Regions from separate parts of the Mus musculus genome. Here region 1 is linked to region 2. A link is a contact called in public Hi-C data. All regions are on one chromosome and are shown on one strand. Each heading gives the region's core, a stretch centred on a gene start, on an enhancer-like site or on the middle of the called end of the contact. The rest is flanking DNA. Distances are from core to core; before and after follow the strand shown. Region 1 has its middle 180 kb from the start of Msc. Region 2 has its middle 51 kb from the start of Eya1.

Region 1 (6,503 bases), core at 2,397-4,896, 210 kb before region 2:
ATTTTGTGTGGAAAAAGATTATGAGACTGTTAGTAACTCTTCAGCTGAGGAGCAGATTTTGCCTAAGAGAGAACAGAGAAATGTGTATGAAATTTGATTGATGCCACTTTTTGTTCCTGTGGCATAATAGATTTTCAAATAAATAAAGTGATAGGAAATGATTCTGTTCTATTAACTTCCCCAGCCATTCTTTGCTTTTAAGTATTGTTTCTAAGCCTTTACACAACAGAAAGGAGTCTTTACTTCTTGTTTAGGATCATTGGGAGTCTGGTGGCCATTGTTTTGAATGTGAATTCTCTTTAACATATCCTGTGCATGTTTGGCATGTACGTGGACTGAATGAAGACTCTTCGGAGTTGCCTGGGTTTGGCTTTCTTTTCAGGTACTTGTTGGTTGAAGGCTATCCTTTTTCTTTTCTCTTATTAATGAAGCAAGTGAGATAGTATTTACAGGAGCATGGCCAAAAAAATGCTTACCATACCTATAGTGTGCATCAATTTAGCAGCAGAGTCAGTTTTAATAAACCTTTATTTATTTCAGCTAACCATGTAGAACCTACTGAACCAGTCTGTTTAGAGTTTAGGACAAAAGTATACAAAGTTAGAGTAATACTTAAATTATAACTATGTTCCCAAGTTTTATCAACTGCAATAGGCACACAGAGAATACACTCTCATTACAAATAATTTTTCATTGGTTGGGGCTTTTGTGACATATTGTGCCCCCAAAGAACTTAAGTCAGGGCATCTAACACACCACCAAGGTAGCATCTCCATTCCCCGCCAAAAAAAAAAAAGAACCAGACTATGATCCCATTGCTGGCAAGACTACCAGTTGGAACAAAAGCCAAGCAGTCTGTCAAGTCATCAAAGAGTAAGAGACCTCTGATTGAACATTTCCCATGATTCCATGCTTCTTTCAGCACCATGTGTCTCGTAAACTTTAGTGAGAGCCGGGTGAATGCCATACTGTGTGTTGGATACTAAAGATGCTAGGCTAAGTAAGACATCACTCCCACTTCAGAACCCATTGTGGAGCACATGAAGAAACACATGGGAAAATACATGCAAGTCAGTCCAGAGAGACTCTGGAGCTAGGGCCCTGGGACTTGGTGAACACAGAAAGTATCTGCATGACCCACCTCTAAAGCTAACCCATTGGCATAAGTTAGCCACAGCAACATTCTTCACCATGGAAATCCTATTTCTTCATATCTACTGCCCACTCCTTGCTAAAACACTTCTATGTTTTTCTTAAAGTTAATGACATAGCTCTTTACTGGCCAGCTTGCAGAGCTACCCTGTGATCTCATTGACTCTGCTTTATTGCGATATAATTTTCATGCTAACGAGTTACTTTTCACCTGATTTAAGTACAATCTAAAATGCCTTGGTGTATTTATAGGGTCATAAGGCCATTGCCACAGTGTAATTTCAGAATGATTTCAACATCCTAAAAGATCACCTATTTCTATTATCCATTCTCCATTCTCACCCTCAGCCTAAAGCAAATCTGTGCTTCCTTCTTCCTTCTTCCCTTCCCTTCCCTTCCCTTCCCTTCCCTTCCCTTCCCTTCCCTTCCCTTCCCTTCCCTTCCCTTCCCTTCCCTTCCCTTCTTCCCTTCCCTTCCCTTCCCTTCCCTTCCCTTCCCTTCTCTTTTCTTTTCTTTCCTCTTTTCTTTTCTTTTCTTTTCTTCTTTCTCTCTTAATTTAAATTTTCTAGAAATTTCGTACAAATACACTTATGTGATGTGGGATCTTTCATAACTGGCTTTTTTCTTTGAGCCCAGAAAATACAATGTTCTCTGTACCTTTCTTTTGAGGTTCTTCTATGTGACAACTCACATACTTACCTGATATTTTCGTTACAGAACAGGGTTGTGCTGTCTGCCCTTATCACAGTCTGTTTACATGTTCATCAGCTGAAGCACAACTATATACATTCTGGTTAGGCATGTTCTCAAAATCATATATTCATGCAAAGACGTTTGTGGGGAGTTGTATAGACCCTGAGAAATGCAGTCACTGTGTCAGATAGCTGACAATCCCCCAATCCCTCTACAATCTTATATTCCCACAAGTATTGTATGAAAGTTACAGTTTTCTTGCATCGTTTTTAGCACATGTTACTGTTTGTATATCATTGCCATGGGAACTGGAAACTCATTAAGGCTTAGGTTTAGCATGTTGTTCTATGTCTATTGGATATCATATATCTTAATGCATACATAGCTATTCAAATATTTTGTCTAATTTTTAATTGGATTGATTGCCTTCACCAATGAGTTATGAGAAGTTTCCTATATTCTGAACAGAAATCACCAGACACTTATGTCATGGATATTTTTCTACACCATCGAGACTGTAACCTACAGGGAGCAACGTTCTCAAGTCCTCAATGAGGACAAGGACATTGGTATCATTCTTCAATCTCTGCTGGTCCAGAGCACATAGTGAACAATGCCGTTTATAAAGGTCAAATTCAGGCATTCTTCAAACACAGGAGCCTCAGTCTCCAGTCATCTAGCTAGGAATTACTGTTATACCAGGGAAGTTGAGCTCAGAGAAGAGAACTTGACACAAACTGCATTTTATTTTCCAGAAGGGGGGAAAAATGTGAAAAGCAAGTCCGTAGAGTAGCTTTGGGTACCAAACATTTCCACTCTGGTTTCAGTCACCTGATTAAAAAAACAAAAACTAATGTGAAATTTATAGCTGCAATTTTAAAAAGAGCATGTTTGCAAGATTTTTAATCTCCTCAGTTTTCACTCAACAAAAACCCTTACAGGTTTACTACTGTGATTGGATTTGGAAGGGGCTTATTCAAGTTTCTATTGCGTTCAATGATAGGGTTTGGGGTATTTTTAATGTACAGTAAACTCACAGAGTGATCAGTTTGGAGTCCAGCACAATTTTAAAACCACACAACCACACACTCACGACAAAACAGGGAGAGATTTGAAATTTACAAAATCCAAATTGTGTTTAGGTTAAAACCAGAAATATTGCAAATATGTTACCATCATCAAGAGTTTGAGTTCTGTATGTGTGGGCCTGCCTTCTTTCAGTAATGATTTGAGAAGGGGGGGGGGGGACGACCAGAAGCTACAAAATAAGATCATACAGAGGCAAAAGAATCTGAAATTTAAGATTGCCATCCAGCTTCCAGGCCGCCCTTCTGGTTATTGTCCTGGGGCTCTGCCTTCTCCTCTTCTTTACCAGAGTGTATCACCTCCCTGCCCTGAAAATGAAATTAGCAAGCTCAACCCCCTTGTGGAATCTAAATATGGATGGGAGGGAGACCATGCCACGATGGATGTCTGCATAAGAGAGTTGATGTCCACTTTTTATCTTGATATATATTGATCTGGAGTTTGGTCAGTTTTTATTTGAAATGAATAGTTCTGTAGCTCTGTGCAGATGTTTATTATTTTAATAAATGATGTCTTCTAAACACTTTCCAAGTCTGGCAGTTCCTAAACTATTGGCTGACATTTTTATCTATAATATATGGTAAAAAGTAAACGTGGGCTGAGATCCTGGTGATGATTCAAAGTTGCGTCTCTTATTTTCGACAGGACTTGGATGTGAATCCCTGTATTGGCTGCCATTTGGTTTTTCTCTTGGAAGAGCACGATGTGCATTTCCCAGTCTGACCACTTGAGGGGATCAGACTTTAGAGATGGCAGCTAATTTAGGTCTTTATGTCAAAAGGTAGAACAAATATTTATTTGTTACTGAATGTCTCTTCTGACAAGTAGTCAGGAAGCGGGTCACGAAACCTGAGTTCTGAGATAAATGACTCTTTATGTCCTCCTGTCTAGGTGGAAATGGGCACGTGCTGATGAATGCAGGCCTGGGAGGTACTAGGCCAGGCCCAGCACACAATTTATGGTCAGCACTCTTGGACTTCAGAATGATTAATACCATCAATTCTCACTGGAATAAAAGCTGCTTTAGCCCAAGAGAGGACTGTATATTACTGTTTATAGAAGCAGATAACATCAAAGTAGCCCTAGGTTTGTGTTAAACAAATATAAAATTCTGGGTCAGCGAAAATTAATCCTAAAGGAGTAAGAGAAAGTTCCTAATGACTGTGAGATCCACACATTATCATTTTCATTCAAGTGGTAGAAAATGGCAAAGCTATTAAAGAGATTTGCAAATGGCCCCTTTACTGCATAGAGCTAACAGCTGCAGAGCAGCCTATTCTCCATTGGAGAGCTCTGCTATCAGGACATGTGCAGTCTGTTAATGAAGTGTACGAGTCTATGCAGTTCCAGATTATGTTCAGGGGCATCTGAACCATTTTACTATTGGGTTTCACAACAAAACACAGTAAATCACATTATATTTTATACATTCTTACACTCTACGCAGCTGTAAGCATGGATGAATTAAACACTGCCCTCCTGTCCATGCTACACAAAACAGATGTTACTTCAGCAGCACATCAGAAAGAGATTTTTCTCCTCCATTGTTGCTTTTCAGTGACTAACTACATATCCCTTGTTTTAGGAAAACTGGGCCGTTTTAAGCAAAAGAAAACTGTAGGTATCAATTATACTTTGATGTTTTTACTACAAATTTTTAAGAATACCTTGGGATATTTTTAGTACAGTTCAAAAATTATTGTTAAATTTCTCAGCAAATATGTTTCTATTTCTCTTCCTATACCATTGTTTTTTTGCTTTAATATGCTTTTACTCAAAAATTTGACTTCATTACCAAATTTGAATTTGTCATAAATTCGTCATTCTTTCCAAGTGAATTACAAAGTATCTACTCATTTCAAATAAGCTTGAGTTAATTTAACTTCATTAAAATCAAGTGTAATGTGGTAGCTCATTGGATAAAGGTGCTGGCTGGCCACCAAGCTTGATGGTTTGTTTCAGAATCCACTGCTAGAAGAAGAGACCCAACTCCCACCAGTTCTCCTTTGACCTGCACACAAATATCATGGCATGTGTGGACACATCCACACTCACACACATATACACACATACACATATACAACACACACAGCACACTAAACCAGATTTGTTAGATAAATAGTAAACAGGTTTGTGTATTTGTTAGATATTTATTAACAATATAATATCAAATATTATTGAATATTCCATTAAAGACATTCTTTATTATGTAGATGTTAAGTATTAATATAATTAATATTTAGTAGATGAATAATAAATATATTTTAAGAAAATAAATTCACTATTATATTCTCCCATTAATCTGAAATACATGAAGTAACTTTTTCTTTAATTTCACTGTTACTTCAAGTATTTTACTAATTTCAAAAAGATGGGAATCTAATTATCTTGCATATCACTGCATCCTCTCTCATGTTTAGATTTTGCCAATTTTTAAAAATAATCACTAATTACTAATCCAATATCTAATATACTAAGTTGGTTTTCCTTTGGAAAATATCATAGGGAAAATGATTAGTCATTTACTTGAAATCAAAAATGTGCTATTTGAATATTTTAAAATTATGTGGCTGGCCCTCAGATTCCTAAGATTAGCATTTAACCATAGGTTTTATTATGCAATTTACGGGGAAATGTTTTCATACTGTGATAATATAGAAAAATTCACCCTACCAAATGAGGGGTTCACGTGCCATTTTTATAGCTCAGTGTTTACTGATTTGTGTTTGTCCCTGACACGTCAGGTAACATTAGAGCTCACTTGGTAGTATATCGTCATGAGTTTATCCAGACCTGCCCAGCCCTACATCTCAGAAATCAGACAGTAGTCTCTAAACCGCCATCTACTCATGCTCAAAACGGCTGCATGCCATTGCAGAATCATGACTTTATGCCATCTCTCATTGATTGTCACAGAAACTCAAATCGGCATGAAAGAGAATTTGCTGTGCTTGGTTGTTTTACTGCTTGTCTCTTGCAGGCCATAATTTCTGTGTCATCTTTGAAATTTTTATAGATGCTTTTAAATTTTGGCAAATAATGAAATCAAGCTACCAGTCTAATTCTTCAGTAACCTACTTTGGCAAATTGTTACTAAATTGATAAATTTGTTGTATATATCTCATACAAGCTTGTCAAAGCTATTTCATATTATTTTTCTTTGTTCATTCCTTTTGAGTCTCAAACTGTCTTAAACTAATATGGAAAGATAGAAACTCCATTTAACAAATGAGAAAACCCAATCCCAGATTACAAAGTCAAGGCCAAGCCTTGGAATCCTTCATTAACAGTGAGTCACTGTGCTTGTGAGACTATATGCAGGGATTAAGGTATCAAGGCCAAAATTTTGTTGAGCAAACTAATTGCTCAACAGAGTCTCACAGCTTTAATGAAACTGTCTTGTGGGGAGGGTCTTTATTTGGGTTATAGATTATTTCTGCATATCTATAAATATCAGTCATATTATTTAAGTAACCAAAACATTGAGATTCTGATTTTGTTATAACCATTTTTGACAGAAATTGGTCATGAAGATACTGGCACAGAATCAGAAATTAGAGTTTTGGGCTTCA
Region 2 (6,469 bases), core at 3,636-6,135:
GTGTGTACCTGGGGTGTGTACGTTGTGCTGACCTGGTGTGTGTACCTGGGGTGTGTACGTTGTGCTGACCTGGGGTGTATACGTTGTGCTGACCTGGTGTGTGTACCTGGGGTGTGTACGTTGTGCTGGCTGACCTGGTGTGTGTACCTGGGGTGTGTACGTTGTGCTGGCTGATCTGGTGTGTGTACCTGGGGTGTGTACGTTGTGCTGGCTAAGGTGTTCTGCTAAGATGCATGTGGGATCCTGTCACTCTACTGCCCAGAACCTCTTTGGATTCTGACTTCACAGGGAGTAACAATGGGAGTTTTCGAGCCTGGGGGGGTCTGGCCCTGCCTCATCACTCCATCTTCTCCCCTGCATCAGTGTGGATGCTTCAGCCTTGCTTCTGGTTTGTTATTCCTCAGAGCATCACTCTTTAACTTAGGACCGTTGTCTTCACTCTTCCTGGAGTCTAGAATGTACTTTCTCCCTGGCATCTGTTTCCTTGGGGATTGTTAGCTTCTTCACCCCACTCCCCCATTGAAGTCACAGCTCCCTAACTTCAGCAGATAAGCATGCTTCCTACTGTATTGATTGCCATGTAAGGTACTAGCTGCATTCCATGCCTCTTCAATGCTTCTCTCCCTACTTGACCATAGGAACTTGCTTCTGTTTCATTTAAAGCCATTCATGTGATCTTAAAATGTTATGGTACTTATTTAATTCCCAAGACAGAAATATTCTAGAGAAACTGGAGTATCCTGAACTTTCATGTTCATTTTTTTTTATTTGTTTCAAATCTTTCCTTCCACCTTTTTGTATATACAGGTGATTTTATTTTTTAGATACCAGAGTTCTATGGGTCATTCTGAGTAAAATTAAATATACACTTTCTTACTTCTAGAAGTACATCTACTTGATGCTGCAGGAGACTTCCTTTATGTGAAGGTACTGTGGGCCTGCATACCAGAGGCTTTCGATGGAGAACTCTGGCCCATCCTGGTGCGAGAGTTCCAGGGAGGAGAAGCAAGTGTGGGCAGGGAGGGAAAATGGCCTCCACTGCTTCTGCTGCTGCAGTTGGCTCCACCTCCATTTCTGCCGTGCCTTCCAGGTTACTTGGTTACTCTGTGTAGCCCTGCACTGAGTCGGGTCAGGCTGGGTTGATGAGACTGCCAACTAGTCAGTGAGGAGGGCTCCGGAGCTTCAGGCAGCGCTGTGAGAGAGCAGACCTCTTCCCAAGTGTTACAGTTTTTAGGACAGAAGTCTCAGATGATAGAGTAGCTCTCACACAGCTTTAATCCTTCTGGATTGGATTCTTATATAGTCTTGAGGTGGATAAAGGTCTGACAACACAGGTACTTCTCATTGGTTTGGTCTGAGAGCTTTGGGGAAACCTTATTTGCATGTGGGAGGGATCCTACATGACTGATGGCCACACACCTCTCTGCGGGGACTGGGGGGACTGTGGGAAGCTGTAGCTACATGACAGGAGCCAGGGACCAGGAGTTGTGACCGAACACCTTCTGTCCCATGCAGGTAGAAATTGCCACCCACTGAGTCATTGAGGTTCCAAGACCTTTGCTCTACCTGGGACCAGGCTGTCTGTGCACAGCTCACTGCCCCACAGGTACTAAGTGTGGGCAAGGCTAGCTGAAGCTGACCAGATAGCTAGCTAATGCTACTAGTACCTTTAAGCCTCATTGGATCTTTTGCCTGTTCTGTTGCCTGCAACAGAAAAGGCAAGCACTTCCTAATTCAAAAGTCCCAATACTGTGAACTATGCATTACCCAGAAATAAACAGTAATATGTCCAAAGACATCTAAAGCAACATAGAATGCAGAGTTAGAGGAAAACCGGAGCTAATCTTATAACATCTAGTCTTCCTCCTTTTGTCTTTAGTTTAGCACTAGGGTTGGTTCTATCCACTTGAATTTTGTTACTCAAAGGTGTATGGAATAGGCCAAGTTATGTCATCTGGAAGTTTGTGTTAATGTTACCTTTAGTGATATGATTGCATTGAAAGATCAGGCCTTTATAGAGAAGATGAAGGTAATAATGTCATTGAGTGGATCCCAATGTAATAGAACTGGTGCCAGCATGCCCCTACACAGAGGGGGAGAAACACAGGAAAGAAAACAGCACAGCCATCTGAAAACTGAAGACTGTGGCTTTGGAAGGGACTACAGATATCGTGGTGTTGAAACATAAGTCCCTAGAAGAAGAAAATACATTTTTAGTCTTGAAAAGAGCAAGAGTCTCATGCAGTGTTTTGTTATGACAACTCAGCGAAAGCTTTTGGGTCACTCTATCACCCAAAGCCAACAGGAAAGTGGGCAGACCCAGGGCAACCATTCTGGATGCACTGGCATAGTATATCCAGCCTCCTCTGTCAGTCAGGTGCTGTCGGGGCAAAGATTCACAACAGAGCTTCTAAAGTGTAATTATCTCCACTTATTACTCTTGGTATACTGTCTTTGTTTACATCTAGGTGTGGGTGGTTCTTCTAAGCCTTAAGTATAAAATTATTGAAAACAAAACTATGGTCCTCAGAGGCTGATGGTGTCTTTAAGAATGCAAGATATATATACCCCATAGTTATGCATATGGCAAAAACTTAGAAGGAAATTCCTGAGAAAAACTGCAGGAATACTTGGGCAACGCTGAAATGAGAGGGAAGTAGAGGGAAGGATAAGATAGTAGTAGTCGAAAAATAATCTTATTTCTCTATGCAATATGGGGAGGCTGGGATGATGAGTCGGGAGAGAGGAGTGTTTCAGACCAGTGGAGTAAATGGAGGCAGGCACTGTGACAAGTTGTCCGGTGTAGACTCTACAATCATAGACCAACCCCGAAAGTTGTGATATGGTAGGTCATCTATGCAGCAGAATGGCTTTGGAAAAACATCATGGTAGACAGATGCATGCATGACAGTGTCGGGTTTACAGGTTGTGTGAAGGAGATACCTGCCACACTCTATTTTAGTAGCAGACTGTTCTCGAAGCATTCTCTTGAGTTTCTTAAGAAGCAGGAACTCGTAATTAAATAGGTCCCCAAAATACTGGTGCACAGTGTCTTCTTAGGGAGTTCAATACAAATAACTTTACTTTGATGGCCTAAAGCAGTTTCTTCATAAAGATGTTGGTTTCGTTATAGTTAATCCCATTTCCTACCCTAGGACCTTGAGATCTACCTTTCTTTCTTTCCTTCTTTCTTTCTTTCTTTCTTTCTTTCTTTCTTTCTTTCTTTCTTTCTTTCTTCCTTCCTTCCTTCCTTCCTTCCTTCCTTTCTTTCTTTCTTTCTCTCTCTCTCTCTCCCTTCCTTCCTTCCTTCCTTCCTTTCTTCTTTCTTTCTTTCTTTCTCTCTCTCTCTCCCTTCCTTCCTTTCTTCTTTCTTTCTTTCTTTCTTTCTTTCTTTCTTTCTTTCTTTCTTTCTTTCTCTCTCTCCCTTCCTTTCTTCTTTCTTTCTTTCTTTCTTCCTTCCTTCCTTCTTTTCTTCCTTCCTTCCTTTCTTTCTTTCTTTCTTTCTTTCTTTCTTTTCTTTCTTTCTTTCTTTCTTTCTCTCTTTCTTTTCTTTCTTTCTTTCTTTCTTTCTTTCTTTCATTCCTTCTTTTTATTCTGAAATTAACTGTAAAAAATAAGGCCTGTGTGTCTAAATATCCAGAGATCTAAATCATCTACCGAACAGTGACATTAGGAATTTGGGGTCTGGTTTGGGGGCCTCGGAGTAGAGTGAAAGCAAAAGGAAGACTAAAGAGAGTGCTGTGGTCAGGAGACAGGTGAACAGAACAACTGTTAGACACGATCGCTGCATGGGCCATGTGAGAAAGATGCTCAGTAAATGTAAACTCTGGAGAGAGGGACACAGGCAGAGAAACCGCCCTCCTCTCCCTACCAAAAAGTACACATCAGAACTAAGGACTATATTTTATCTCTTCTATATATCTAACAGAGCTCAGAGAATATGATCTATATTCAACAGAGGTATTAATAGATTTCAAGCATCCAAGTTAATATTAGAGAGAGGACGGTATAAACCATAACATCCCAGGTTATCTGTAACTGGCAAGTTTTCTCTTATTTCCTGGAGGGCTTGGGGTGTCTATCTTGACTAGAAAGACTTTGTTGAAACACTGAAGCCAACCCACCCTGACCTCTGACCTTGTGCCCTGGAGGTTTTGCTTCTTTGTTCTCCTCCTGCTGCTGCTGCTGCTTTCTGCTTTTCACTCTGACTTTGCTTGCTCCTTCATCCCCCAGCTTGCCTGTTAGCAGTGCTCCCACATGACTCAGGTAGTTTTGCTTGCCCTCTGTGCCGACTCCACACTTATACCCTTCTCCATTTTTGGCTGTTTCAGGATACCTTGTAGACCAAGACCTGGTTGGCTTCAGGGATAACAACTCCTTGGCTGGCATCCCAGATGGGCTGGCTCCAGTATTCCCCAAGGGGATAAATTATTTACCATGAGTTATTTCTAGACATGACACAATTGGATGTTCTTAGCCCAAATCAGGGAGATGACTCAGGGCACCATTCCAAACATTACTGATTTATGACTTTCATCCTATTCTCAATTTCTCTCTCTTTCTCTTTCTCTCTCTCTCTCTCTCTCTCTCTCTCTCTCTCTCTCATTTAATATAAGCTCCCCAGCCCCCTGACAGGCTGTGTGAGATTCTGGGTAGCACACCACTTCTCTGAACCACAGTTTCCTGCAATTGTAACAGGCACAGAGATAATGTCTGTCCTTTCTTTACATGATTCTCCTACAGTTATAGAAAAAAAAAATGATATAACTAATGTAAAAGACTTAGCAGGGAGCCTTCATTAATGGCAAGGTACTGTGACTAGAGAGATGGCTCAGCAGTTAAGAGTGCATTTTGTTCCTCCAGAGACCTAAGTTTGGATCCCAGCCTCACGTCTGGTGGCTCATAACTGCCTGTAATTTGAGCTCTAGGGGATCTGATGCCTCTGGCCTCCTTGGATACTCACATTCACATACATACACACAATTAAAACAAATTTAAAATACTTTTAAAATCATAAGGTATTAGTGGACCTCTTGGGAGGCCACTAGTTATATCTTTTGTAATAAGATGAATACATTTTATTGTGGATTAATACATTTATACAAAATAAAATTTAAACAGCTTAGACCATGATACTAAAGTATGACTTAATGGTGATTTTAAATTATTTTTAGCACATAAATTTATTTCTTTATGTATAAAGATGCATATACATACACCCTTATCCATCAGTTCCTATGTTCATAGCTATTTGCCACAGGGCACTTAGTTGTATTGATAATGCCAACACTAAGGTATAATGTATCTTTTGCCCACATGATCCAAATTTTAAAACACTAATTGTAAATGCTAATATTATCTTATTTACAGTTTGATTTATTTTTAAGCTCTAAGAATAATGAAACAGCAGTGCTACCCACATAAGAACTGTGTAACTATGTAAAGGACCTACCGTGTGAGGCATCACAGTCACTGGCCAGAAATGCTAAGTCTTCTTTCCATGACATAGGATGATTTGGGAAACATCAGTACAAACTCTCTAGTCAACACATTTAGGGTTTCAGGCCTAACGTTTACTGAGAACCTACTATGTGCCAGACTCTTATCTCCTTGTCTATACCACTTTGAGCTATTTGTCACACCAAGGAATCCTAGCAAAGGCCTACTCCATATTGGCTTGTGCCTTTTCAGCCCCAAATAAATCTGTATTTCATTAGCAGATATTTTGTAATTTAGCATATTCAACAACCCTACCAAAAGTGTCTAAATTACAAAGATGGTTATTTTGGAGGGTATTTAGCAGCATTCTTTAAAAATACTTTTCTTACTGCTTCATTTCATGCTCAAGCAACCAGATATTTTTAAATCATCTATTAAAGTAAAAATGTTTGAGTTATATGTAGGTGCAGTTTACTGGTTAAAATCAAACAAACCTGCCCAAGAAGTGTACAAAACCATTTCCCTTTCCTCAAAGAAGTCAATGTCCAAGCTCATTTGTTAATTTTAGTGGTCTAATGCTAGAAGAAGAAGAAGAAGAAGAAGAAGAAGAAGAAGAAGAAGAAGGAGGAGGAGGAGGAGGAGGAGGAGGAGGAGGAGGAGGAGGAGGAGGAGGAGGAGGAGGAGGAGGAGGAGGAGGGAGAGAGAGAGAGAGAGAGAGAGAGAGAGAGGAAGGAAGGAAGGAAGGAAGGAAGGAAGGAAGGAAGGAAGGAAGGAAGGAAGGAAGGAAGAAAACAAAACGAAACCAAAAACCAAAAACCCACAAAGGAGATTTTTGAAAAATGACGACTTTGACATTGTGGATGAACTATATATTCAAATGAATCTAGAAAAAAAAATCTGGGACTGACCCATTCCTTATGAACTGTGTTGGGCTGCCTTCATCAGAAGATGACTGAAGACGTCCATCAGAGGAGCCAATGCCACCACTGCTTCAAGCTGGGCCCTGCCCAGCCTCCCGGTAGACTCGGGA

What was found. Hi-C and Micro-C count contacts between places; a contact is called where the count stands out from the background.
Region 1: a contact with region 2 is called in a Hi-C map of the N1E-115 cell line, with 4 times the contacts expected there. The contact joins two enhancer-like sites. A contact is called at or near these places in 4 of 484 Hi-C or Micro-C datasets (the N1E-115 cell line, embryonic stem cells and uterus).

The regions. Positions count from the first base shown.
Region 1 is chr1:14,568,049-14,574,551 of GRCm38.p6, reverse strand. No RefSeq gene overlaps it. Among named protein-coding and RNA genes, the nearest start is that of Msc, 180 kb to the left of the region's middle. Within about 2 kb of position 3,646, at least 16 of the 459 cell types and tissues checked have an H3K27ac peak or open chromatin away from gene starts, as enhancers often do. A contact at or near this core is called in the N1E-115 cell line, where this site is marked.
Region 2 is chr1:14,358,122-14,364,590 of GRCm38.p6, reverse strand. No RefSeq gene overlaps it. Among named protein-coding and RNA genes, the nearest start is that of Eya1, 51 kb to the right of the region's middle. Within about 2 kb of position 4,885, at least 13 of the 459 cell types and tissues checked have an H3K27ac peak or open chromatin away from gene starts, as enhancers often do. A contact at or near this core is called in the N1E-115 cell line, where this site is marked.